2 separate regions of the Mus musculus genome follow, and region 2 is linked to region 1. The links are chromatin contacts, called in public promoter capture Hi-C maps. All regions are on one chromosome and are shown on one strand. The core of a region is the stretch at or near the end of the contact, and the rest is flanking DNA. Distances in the headings are between cores, read along the strand shown.

The links. Capture Hi-C pulls out chosen DNA fragments and counts their contacts.
Region 2: a contact with region 1 is called in a promoter capture Hi-C map of liver, with 4 times the contacts expected there. The contact joins the promoter of 9030616G12Rik here to the promoter of Rdh7 in region 1. A contact is called at or near these places in 2 of 39 promoter capture datasets (cranial neural crest and pre-B cells) and 1 of 9 other capture datasets (liver).

The regions. Positions count from the first base shown.
Region 1 is chr10:127,885,259-127,891,642 of GRCm38.p6, forward strand. Rdh7 (retinol dehydrogenase 7) reads right to left here and starts at 3,475. Exons shown (of 4, transcript NM_001150749.1): 1 at 3,043-3,475; 2 at 2,158-2,413; 3 at 415-578. The coding sequence starts at 3,355.
Region 2 is chr10:128,969,686-128,975,976 of GRCm38.p6, forward strand. 9030616G12Rik (RIKEN cDNA 9030616G12 gene) reads left to right here and starts at 1,512. Exons shown (of 2, transcript NR_152816.1): 1 at 1,512-1,642.

The sequences.
Region 1 (6,384 bases), core at 2,225-4,724:
GAAAAAGAAAACAACAACAATAACAACAACAACAAAACCAGAGTTCTAGAATATATATATATATATATATATATATATATATATATATATATATATATATGATTTTTATAAGTACACTGTAGCTTTCTTCAGACACACCAGAAGAGGGCATCAGATCCCATTCCAGATGGTTGTGAGCCACCATGTGGTTGTTGGGAATTGAACTCAGGACCTCTGGAAGAGCATTCAGTGCTCTTAACCACTGAGCCATCTCTCCAGTCCCCAGAACTTCTTTATGGGACCAGAATTCCATCAGCTCCCAAGGAAAGGGGAGTCATGAAGAGAAACAGCCTGGGAGCAGACTTTGTACCAGAAAAGCACAGGAGGCTCAGGGTGTAGGATGGGGCTTTCCTTTGGGTCCCACAAGTTACTTACAGGAGTCCAGAAAATTCTTGTCATAGACCTCCTTGACCTCCGAGGATGTCTGGTCCCACAGCTTCTCTATGCTGTGTGATAGCCTCTCGTAGTTGGAGACATTAGTCCTGAACCCGCCAGGCTCTATGATAGCCACCTTCACCCCAAAATAGGAGATCTCCCTCCTGTAAGACAGTAGTCAAAGGTCAAAGACATCAGAGGTCTTTTGAGGAAAACAATACAATCGACAACACAAGATGCCGCTGGAGAGAAAAGTTCAGAAGGGTTTTGGGGGTCTGGGATGTGCAGCTGATGGGGATGGGATGTGGCAAGGGTGTCATCTCTGTGCTTTTGAATGTCACTCCAATGTCATGCAGACGCAGCACGCTAGTCTAAATCTAGATATTTTGTTCTGTGGCACAGGTAGGCCGTCCATATATTGTACACGCCAGCTCACTAGACTTGCCTAAGTCAGTTCCCTCTCACTCCTGGGCCCCACCTTCACTGACTACTGCCTAAAGAAATCTCAGGCCAGTTCCTTTTTGGCTCCCCCAGATGTCTTCAGGGGCTACTCTGTGTAAGCAGTCATGGTACCCCACATTTAGAGACCATTTTGACTTTGTTTATTTTGGGCTTGTTTTTTTTTTTTTTGGTTGGTTTTTTTGTTTGTTTGTTTTGTTTTTTGTTTTTTGTTTTTTGTTTTTTGTTTTTTTGAGACAGGGTTTCTCTGTATAGCCCTGGCTGTCCTGGAACTTGCTTTATAGACCAGGCTGGCCTCGAACTCAGAAATCTGCCTACCTCTGCCTCCCAAGTGCTGGGGAGACCATTTTGTCTTGCAGCTAGCAAGAAATCTAACTCAGTTTGCTACAGTGGTATACTACAGAGGTATACTGTATACTGTATAATGATGTATAATGTATAAGGTCTAAGGTAAAGTCTACAGATTGGGCTGTCATCAAAATGGTATATAAACCTATCTAGAAAAAAAGAAAAAAAAACTGTCTAGAACCCTCAGACTCTCCAAAAGTCACCCTGTGACAATCTGCCAAGCCCCATGACTGGCAGGGCTAACCTGTCCTTTGCTCTAGGACTAAAGGTACTAAAGGCACTCTGCAAACAGTCACACTGGGCCCAGGCTGTTAATATTTTATTACCCATAATGCCCTGTTCTCATGTTTAATCCTTACCTCAGAGCCCTGCTGCAAAGCCCTCCAGAAATCTGACAAACAACATGGTCACTACTGCTAATAATCTCTCAGTCTTGGCCACACTCTCCTCTCCTCTTTCAATCGGTTGTTGGGATTTTTGTTGCTGCTGCTGTTGGGTTTTTTATTTGTTTATTAGGGTAAAAAAAAAAATCTCTTTGTCATGCGAGAGTGTGGGACTTGTGGGCTCTAAACAAGAGCTTGATACACACCAGGCGGTGGGCTGAGTGTGATGCTTACACCCCCAGGGCATCCCCAACCTGAGCATCAAAGACCGTGAGGAACTATGGCTCTTGGCCAAGTACAGTGGATGCCTTAGGTGCTTCCAAGGGGCAGGCCTCCAGAGCAGGACAAGTCTAAGTGAACTTAGGCCTCAGCTACCTGACAGGCACAGAGCGTGGTTTTCCAGTGAGTGACCACCTTACTCCAGAAAGGAGAAGGTAAAGAGAGCCTTCCAAACCAAAAAGAAAAGACTGTTCATGAGGGGTTCTCAAAGGTTGCAATTATAATAAAACACTTCGCTGAAGGGTCCCCACGGGACCTCAAAACCATCTAATACCTGAGGGAGTCTGAGAAGGCCTCTACACCATACTTGGAGATGCAGTAACCACCACCACACAAAGACACTCGACCCATGGAGCTGGAGATGTTGACCACACGGCCCCTCGCCTTCCTCACTAAGGGCAGCATGCTCAGAGTCACCTCGATCATGCCCAACAGGTTCACATCCAGTATATTTGCAAAGTCCTCTTTTTTCAGCCACTCATTGATAGCAAAGACACAGATGCCAGCATTGTTGACCAGGCCCCAGAGTCCTGGAAAAAGCGGAAAGAAGAAAGAATCACAGGTCTAGTTTTCACTAAAATCCACATTCCACCGGGTAAACTGAGACCATTCAGACAGGCATTGGATGGAGAGTGGGGGATAAAAAACAGCATATTGTCAGCAGGGTTGGTGCATCCCATCCCGGAAGAAATGGCTCACAGCACAGATACCTTCCGCTTCTTTTGATCCTTGGCAGGTCAGCTCACTGCTCGAGAACCACCCACCTCATGTCTGCTAATAACAAGAACGAAGGTCCAAGACATCTTACAGATTAACAATACCTTTGCAGATGAGGAAGCAGAGGAAAAGACAAAGGAAAACAAGGGGAGGGGGATAAAAGGCGAAAGGCAAAGCTAATATTCTAATGGCATTTGAGACACATGAACAAAAGGTCCTGGTTGGAGATGATTTTGGAAAGCCGTGCTGCTTTTGTACTTTGAAGAAAGTTGGGAGACAGAAGGTAGGGGCTGGAGAGGGAAGAGAGAGAGTACTCAGGTGATGTGCTGGGTTACTTCAGGGCCCCCAAGCCCCATTAGGGATCTGGCCAGGGAGTATAAAGGGGAGGCCCCCTTCAAACAGGGAGACAAACCAGCAACACAGACAGGAATCTCAGTGGTACCTCTGTTCCCAACACGCTCCTTCACCCACTGAGTGGCTGCCACAATACTCTCTGTCTTGGTGACATCCAGGATCACTGTCTCCAGCCTGTCAGATGTCTTGTTCCTCAGCTGCTCAGCTCCCTTCTCCGTCAGACATGCAGCTAGCACCCTCATGCCTCTCCTGTCCAGCTGTCTGGCCAGAAGGTTCCCAAAGCCAGAGTCACAGCCCGTGATGAAGACATACTTGTCTTGGAGATGGCTCACCACCTGCCTCTCCCTGAAGAAGCGCAGGAGCGTCCACAGGCCCACCAGTGCAACCAGGTAGAGCCACATGGTTTGTAGAAGTCAAGCAGAGAGAGATATTCTGTGTCAAAATGAGCCTGGCCTCTGCTTACACAGGAAGGTATAGGCACTGAGAATGTCAGGTTTCTATCATGTTCCTCTGACCAGTATGGGTTTTCTGATATCTCAATGCCCTTTGGCTCTCCCTGTCTTGCTGCCAAAGAAAACACCTCTGTCTGTTCAATAACACAGATCTATTCTCTTAAGCTCTTTGACCCTGGACTCAGGGGGGAATACATATTTGGTTCATTACATAGGCCCCATGGTCCAGTCCAAGGCTCATCTTGTGTCTCTGCATCTTGCACTCTGGAACTACAAACCAGGACATTGTGAGCATAGTTTGAAGCTATTGCCAACCTGCACTTGGACTGAGGACACATTACAGGAGAGGACATGGAGAGCTGGTACCTTCCTAATATAGTAGCTGCCCAGGAAGAGGGAAGGGCCGGCCCCAAACATGAAACACAAACTGGGGTCCCAGACACACTGTGACCCCCAGAGTTGATGTGGAGAGGAAATGACTTTACCCTAAACAGGCCTTTCTTGTTAGTTGTGACTCTTGTTTGTTCTTGTCAACCCACACAAGTGATGATCAAATGGGAAGAACCTCACCTGAGAAAATGCTTCCACTGGATTACCCATAGACATGTCATCCATGGGGCCATTTTCTTGGTTGCTAATAGACAGAGGAAGGTCCAATCCTCTATGTGGGAGCAACATTCCCAGGTCACCCCTGGGCAGGGGATGCTGGGCCATGTAAAAAGTAGGCTGAAGCTGACTGAAACAGATGCAAAGCTTGGGGACTTTTTTTTCTAAGATTTATTTATTTTATGTATATGTGTACACTGCCTCCAGACATACCAGAAGAGGGCATCAAATCTCACTACAGATGGTTGTGAGCTACCATGTGGTTGCTGGAAATTGAACTCAGGACCTTTGGAAGAGCAGACAGTGCTCTTAACCTCTGAGCCATCTCTCCAGCCCAAACTTGGGGACTCTTATGGAAGAGCTGGGAGAAGGATCAACGGCCTCAGAGGGGTTAAGAACTCCACAGGACAACCAGCAGAGTCAATTAACCTGGACCCTTGGGGGGCTCTCAGAGACTGAAACACCATCCAAAAAGCATCTGCAGGCTAGACATAGGCCCTCTGCACATATGATGGTCACCACTTTCTAACTCAGTTTGCATGAATCAAAGTAGTCTTGTTGCTCTCAAGTCCTGAAGGGCCTTTATGTGCCAAGGTGGGGAGATACCCAAGGTGGGCCTCCACCCTCTCAGAGGAGGAAGGGATGGGAGGATGGGGAGAGGGACTGTGTGAGGGGTAGACTAGAAGTGGGGCAGCAATTGAGATGTAAAGTTAATTACTAATTAATTAATGGAAGAAAAAGGGTGGGTTGTAGTAATAGTTTTTATTTAATAAGTCCTGGTGTGGGGTTGCTTCCCACCTCAATGGTTTATGTTCCCGAATGAAAGACACACACAGACTTTATATTTTAATATGCCGTATGCAGCACAATAACTGGGCATCTACCTAACCTCCATGCTGCTAGAATCTACTTCCCGCTGATAATTTCAAGTTACTACTTCCTAATGTTCCATCTTGGCTGCTCTAGACCCAGTTGAGCAGCCTTCTGGGACGTGTCCTCTGCACCCATTACGTGGCAGCTCTGCTCCTCTCTCCTATCTTCAGCATGACGTCTCTCTCTCTCTCCACGCTCTCCGAAAGCAAGGCAGATAACACTCACTCTCTTTCCTCTAGGTCCCAAGCCCGGGAAACCTAAAACACCCGCTTCTCTCTTCTCCCTAGCTGTTTTCTGCTGACATCTTTATTAACCAATCAGAATTAACTGGAGACAGGTTCCCAGGAGCACCGAAAGCGATGCAATTAGCATTCGTAATACAAGCCTCCACAGTGGGTAGGAAGCTTCTGTCGTTAATCCTGCCTGCTCCTGACCTGGGCGCCCCCCTGACCCTGATCTTGCGCAGCTTGCCTGCTCAGGTGCTCTCTGCTAGTCTGTAGTTTCTCCTGTTCGAGCCTTGTTTCCTTCTTCCTTGTTTCCTTCTCCTGCTCCTCCTGCTCTGTGGTGCTTTGAATGAGAATTGACCCTCAGAAGTTTAAAGCCCTGTCCCGGGTATGAGCCACCTTTGGGAAGGATTGGGAGGTGTGGCCTTGTTGGAGGAGATGGGCTTTGAGATTACTAAGGACTCCCTCTACTCAAGCCAGCTCTGTTTCTTGCTTCCTTCAGACTTCATCTCTCATGCTGCAGCAGCTGCCTGCCTCAATGCTTGCACTCAGCGTCGTAGACTCTAACCCAGCAGAACCCCTGCCCAATTAAATGCTTCTTAAAATAAGTTATCTTGTTCATGAAGTTTGGTAACAGCAGGAGAAAAGCAACCCCTGTGTCCTCTACACCCTGCAGCTGAACCAGCTTTGTGCCTTACAGCTGCTCCAGAATATCTGTCTATCAGAGCAATAGGGACTAAGGGACTCTGAACTATCTTAGCAGCCAAGAGGTCCTCAAAATCCTTGAGTGGCCAGCACCCTACAAAGTGAACACTGGGACTTTCTAAACAAAGGGAGATTGTGGATATATTTTTCTGCAGTGAACCCACGTCCCTTCAACGATTCGTCCACTTACTGTCAAAAGCCATTCCTCATACATACTGCATCTCTCTTACTTTTTCTGACCACAGTCTGCACTCTTGTTGGTGTTGGGGCTTCAAGAACTCTGTACGATTAAGGAGTCCATAGAATTTCCGGGTAAAGTCAGAGAGAATAGGAAAGTAGATGTGACTCTGTTGCAGGAGACACAGGACTAAAAAAAAAGCCTCAGAGACAACTCCCTGATTCATGGAGGTTCCCTCAGTCCATCCATTCCTCCTGAGATTCTCACACAAGCCAAATGATAGTGTCCAGCTGCTCCTCTTGTCTGTCCTTGCTAGGGTGGGCTGATCCCATTCCAGCCTGACCCTGTGAGTGTCCAATGCTAAAACTCTTCTGATCTCTGGGCTGCTCTGA
Region 2 (6,291 bases), core at 262-2,761, 1.1 Mb after region 1:
TGGGGGGAAGATTCTACACAGGAGTAAGTGAAGCCATGCAATATTTTTATTTTTTATTTTTTTTCCAAGACAGGGTTTCTCTGTGTAGACCTGGCTATCCTGGAACTTGCTCTCTGTAGATTCAGAGATTCACCTGACTTTGCCTCCCAAGTGCTGAGATTAAGACCACTTCTTGGCTTTTTGTTTGTTTGTTTGTTTTTGAGACAAGGTCTCTCTACATAGCCTTGGTTGTCCTGAGATATACAATGTAGACAGGCTAGTTTCAAACCTGCCTGCCTCTGCCTCCTAAGTGCTGGGATTAAAGGCATTTGGCACCATGTCCAGCTAATATTTTTATATTTATGCCCAGTTACACATTTTTCTCAGCATGATGTATTCTAATTTCTTCCCTGTTGTGTCAAATGTGGGTGGATAATGTCTTACTGTGTATTCATATTGCAGTTTCGTTATCCACTGTTTGGTTGTTGGACACTTGTTTTCATTGCATGACTAATGCTGCCATGAAGGTAGAAGAAAGGAGGTCTTTATGTGGAGCCCTCTCCTTTAGGTAGTACCTGGAAGTTAAACTCCTAGATCTTGTAGTTCAGTTTTTAATTTCTTTAGGCAATGCCACCCCAGTTCCGCAGTGGCTGCATTCCCATGTTGGGTTATTTCTCTTCCAGAGCACCAGGGGACTAGAAAAGAAATGTGATAAGAATACGGAGGTGGAGTAAGACAAGAAGCCCTTATCTAAAATGTTCAAAAAAGTTTCCCAGAACTCTAGAAATGAACCAAAGATATAACAATCCACCAAGTGATTCACCTGCCTGTCTCCTAGAGAAATGGCTGACTGTCATAGGAGCCATGAGCGTGGTGGTATTTAATGAGCCTTATTTTTACCCTTTCCCACTTCCAGCCTTGAAACCGGAGACCCACTATAATGGGTCTGCAGTAAGCTGCAGGTGATAAGCAGGCTTCATGCTTCTTAAAGACCCTGTATGCAAATAAATGGGACAGCCTCAGACAGTTGGTGCTAATTTTAAAGTTGCAGTTGCCTTGTGGTGCTATTCATTTAAGCAAAAGACAGATTGGCTAAAATTAATGAAGTAAATCTAAGGGATGTCCAGAGGGGTGTTTCAGCAGCCCTTACTCAGGGGTCTCCTGGCAGCACACTTACTCTCACCTCTTGGTTCACCTTGAGGCTCTGTCTGCTCAAGCAGGAACTAAAATCTAGGTTAGAGGGCTTGCTTGCTGAAGGCAATAGGCACAGCACCCTCAGCAAAGGTGGGGCACCTAACAGGAAGGTAAAGGTCTCCAGGGAAACCTCTGTTTTGTTATTTGACTGTGTAGCTAGCCAGAGACTTCAGAGGTCATACCTGCTAAAGTATAAAGATTTCAAAATCAGTTCAGGAAAGATACTGGCAACAAATATAGCAGCAGCTGCAGCCACAAAAACAAACAGCAACACCAAATCCTGTCTCCAGAACTGTCAGAGACATTATTTAACTCGCCCAGTTTCCAGTGAGAAACTTAAAGAGATACAAAGAAACAGACCAGTGTAGATCACAACAGATGCTTGTCAGAGAGGCATGCTTCCCTCACAGAAATCCAAATGACTTAAGTTACTAGAAAGATATCACCTGGGAATTCTTATTTCTGTAAGGTAAGTAGTGATGTCTCCTCCTTCCTTCCTGATTTTAGTAACCCAACTATTTTTCTTGTTTTTATCTATTTGTTTAGTTTTGGTCAGTTTAGCTATAGCTTAGTTAATTTTATTATCTTTTCAAAGAAGAACCCTTTTGTTGATTTTCTGTTTCTATTGTTTCATTTATTTAAGTTTAAATCTCTTTCTCTCTCTCTTCCTTCCTTCCTTCCTTCCTTCCTTCCTTCCTTCCTTCCTTCCTTCCTTCCTTCCTTCCTTTCTTTCTTTCTTTCTTTCTTTCTTTCTTTCTTTCTTTCTTTCTTTCTTTCTTTCTTTCTTTCTTTCTTTCTTTCTTTCTTTCTGGATAGACTAAGCCTCTACCTCTGATCATTTAAAAGTGTTCTTAAACTAGGTGTAGTGGTGGTGCATGTATGTCCATCATCCCTCCACACAGGAGGCAGAGGCAGAGGCAGGGGCAGGGGCAGGGGCAGGGGCAGGGGCAGGGGCAGGGGCAGGGGCAGGGGCAGGGGCAGGGGCAGGGGCAGGGGCAAAGGCAGGAGATTGGCTACAAGTTCAAGGACAGCCTGGGTTTATAGTGAGTTCCTGGCCAACCAGAGCTACATACTGAGACTTTGTCACAAAATACCAAAAAAAAAAAAAAAAAAAAGGGGGGGGGGACCAACCAACCAAAAACCAACAACAATAAAGTTCTTTAACTGTAGTAATAACTTCTTTCTTCTTAAAAAAAGATTTATTTATTTATTTATTTATTTATTTACTTATATGAGTGCTCTGTCTGTCTGTATGCCTGCATACAGAAGAGGGCATTAGATACCATTATAGACAGTTGTGAGATGCCATGTGGTTGCTGAGATTTGAACTCAGGACCTCTGGAAGAGCAGTCTTAACTATTGAGCCATTTCTCCAGTGCTGTGGTAATAATTTCATCTTACTGTTTTTGCTTACTAGTACAGGCACTTAATCAGAGACCCCTAAATATATTAAGTAAAACCCAACAGAGTTGAAGAGACAAATAGGCAATCTAACAAAATTAGTTGGAGATTTCTAAATCTGCCTCCCCTCTTTGAGATAGTGTCTTTTGCACCCCAGACTAACTTTAACCTTGCTATGTGGCCAAGGATAACTTTGAATTTCTGATCCTCCTGCCTTTATGTTTCTGGAACTGGGAATACTGGCATGTACCAAGGTTTAGCTTTATGTAATGATGAAGGAAGCTAACCCAGGGCTTTGCCTATGTTCGAGAGGTACTCTGCTAACTGTGCTATATCCCAACCCTACATTCCACTTTTAATGGATAGAACAAGTAGGCAGAAGATAAACTGGGACCTAGAAGACGTGACTAGACTTATAGATACAACTTCAGGATGTGTCTGATCTTTTTTGCACTGGGAACAAATCTGGGACCTTAGACACACTGGACAACAGCTGAGCCACACCCCTGGTCCTATACAGTTTTCAAATATGAGACATTCTTCACGATAGATCACATGCTATGCCATAAAATAAGGCCCAAAAGATTTAAAATGATTGAAATAATACAAAATAGACCCTCTGATCACGTGACATAAATAATAAGAGCAGTCAAGAGCAGAAGAAAATTTGGGATGTTCTTCGTGGTTATTTAAATGAGAATGGCTCATAGATTTGAATGCTTGATTGCCAGGAAGTGGCACTATTTGAATGGATTAAGAGGTGTGACTTTGATGGAGGAAGTGAGTCACTAGAGGAGGGTTTTGAGGTTTCAAAAGCCTAAAACAGGCCCAGAGGCTCTGGCTCTTCCTGCTGCCTGCTGATTCTAGCTGTAGAACTCTCATCTATGTCTCCAGCACCATGACTGTTTACCTGTCACTATGTTCCCCACCGTGATGACAATGGACTAAACCTCTGAAACTCCAAGCCGGCCTCAGTGAAATGTTTTCCTTTGTAAAAGTTATGGTCACAGTGCCTCATCATGACAGTACAATACTGATTAAGACAAATATTGTGCTAGGTAGTTCTATGACAGCTTGACACAAACTAAAGTCATCCGAGGGGAGAGAATATCAGTTAGAAGTGTCACCATAAGATTGGGCTATAGGTAAGCCTGTAGACCATTGTTTAAATTTTTGATTGTGGGGGAGGGTCCAGGTTATTGTGGGTAGTGCCATCCCTGGCTGGTGGTCCTGGGTTCTATAAGAAAGGAAATTGAGCAAGCCAGTAAGCAGCATCCCCTTCACAGCCTCTGCATCAGCTCCTGCCTCGGGTTCCTGCCTTGCTTAAGTATCTGAGTATCTGTCCTCAATTCCTTTAATGATGAGCTGTGATACGGAAGTGTAATCCAAATAAACCCTTTCCTCTCCAAGTTTCTTTTTGGTCATGGTGATTCATGGCAGCAATAAAATCCCTAGCTAAGACTTTCACAGAATATAGACGTTAAGTGATATATTCCTAAATAACTGATGGGTCAGTGAAAAAATTTATAGTCGTAAACATCAAAACTACATTTTTATGTTTTTAATGTCATCTTCCACAAAGTGGAAAGACAAGCCACAGAGCAGAATATCTATGAAAATTATAACTTAGAAGAGCATCGTGCCCAGAATACACAGTGTTGCCTTACAGGTCAATAATAAAATGAGAAATACCTTAACTAAAAATGGGAGGAGGGGACTGGAAAGATGGCTCAGTGGTTAGGAGGACCCACTACTCTTGTAGTAAAAGCCCACTGGACAATCCAGTGGCTCTCAACTGCCTGTGGAGTATCAGCTCCAGAGAATCTGCTACTCTGGCCTCCGTATGTATTTGCACTCAAAATTAAAAAATGGAGGAGGGGATTTGTGCAGATGTCTTTCCAGGGGAGAGACATAAATAGCCTTAAGCACACAGAGGATAGTCAGCAATGCCACTCACATTCACTATGATGATCAAAATAACAAAGTAAGAAATATGGTGAGGACACGGGACCATTAGAAGCTTAATTCACTGTCAGTGGGAATGTAAACAGGTGAAGCCTTTCTGGGGAACTGTTTGGCACTTCCTTAATACACTAAGCCTAGAGTTATTACATGACTTGGTGATCTTATTCCTAGGCATGTATCCAAGAAATTTGAAAACATTGGTTCACAGAAAAACTTGTCTGTGGATGTTCACAGTTGCTCATAGAAGTCCCGTGTGTAAACAGTTCAGATGCCCCCAGAATGGATGAACAGACAAATAAAGTAGAATATATCCATATAGTGGAGAATGTATCCACATAGTAGAGAATGTATCCATATAGCAGAGAATGTATCCATATAGAGGAGTATCATTTGGCCATAAAGACTGAAGGACTCATACATGCTATGTTGACGAACCTTGGAAATTAGCATTGAATATTCTAAAAAAAAATAAATAAAACAAAACAAAAAAATCCCTAAAATAAATCTACCACACGGCCCAGCTATTCCACTTGTTGGCCTGTGGCCAAAGGACTCAACATCCTACTCCACAGACACTCGTTCAGCCACGCTCATTGCCACCATGGTCACAACAGCTGCAAAACTGAAACAATCCAATTGTCCTTCAAAATATGAACAGTTAATGAGCATGTGATAACTATACACAGTGGAATTCTACCCAACTTCAAAGAAAATAAAATTACAAGTAATTGGACAGACTGAGAAGAGATTATTTTGAAGAAGGTAGCTCAGATCTGGGGGAAAAGTCTCACATTTTTTCTCAACTGCAGATTCTAGCTTCAAATCTTCAGGGTGAGTATACAGTGTGGAGTAACTGCAGAAACCAAGAAAATATCACTGTGCCATGGTAGGGTACTAGAGAGGCGAATGGAAGGATACAGGAGATATTCAGTAGGAAGCTTAAAAATGAAGAGGGGGCTCCAACTGGGGAGGGAGGGAGGTGAATACACAAAAAGGAGAGTTGAAGGGCAAATCAAAGGATGTTGAGTCCTTTGGCCACAGGCCAACAAGTGGAATAGCTGGGCCGTGTGGTAGATTTATTTTAGGGATTTTTTTGTTTTGTTTTATTTATTTTTTTTTAGAATATTCAATGCTAATTTCCAAGCCTCAAGGAATAATATTATTTTATAACTATCCCAAATGACACACAATACATACAACTTATGTGTATACACATATGAGCACATATACATTTAATTTATATTAAATTATATTTGTATCAACATATTTAATATAATGTATAATGCATAATGTATAGTGTGTAGTGCATAATGTATAATGTATAATGTATTAGATAATGTATTATTGAATGTATAATATATACTATAATGAATAATGTATAGGATTTAATGTATAATGTATAGTTATAATACATAATATACAATATAATATATAACACATAATGTATTATGTATAATATATAATACATAATGCATAACATATAATATGATTTATGATATATGATATGCGATATACAATTTATGATATATGACATATAACATATGACATGCAACATATAACATATAACATATTTACTATGTAATATTTAATGTAACATATTATATAAAATATATAAAATATGTAACATAAATATATTAATATATTATATGTACTAAATGACATTAATTAACTTAGGCTGACAATACTCCCCATAAGGACTATAGGTGAACGTAGGCCCCAGTATTAGGCATGAGAAGTCTTTCAAATCATTAG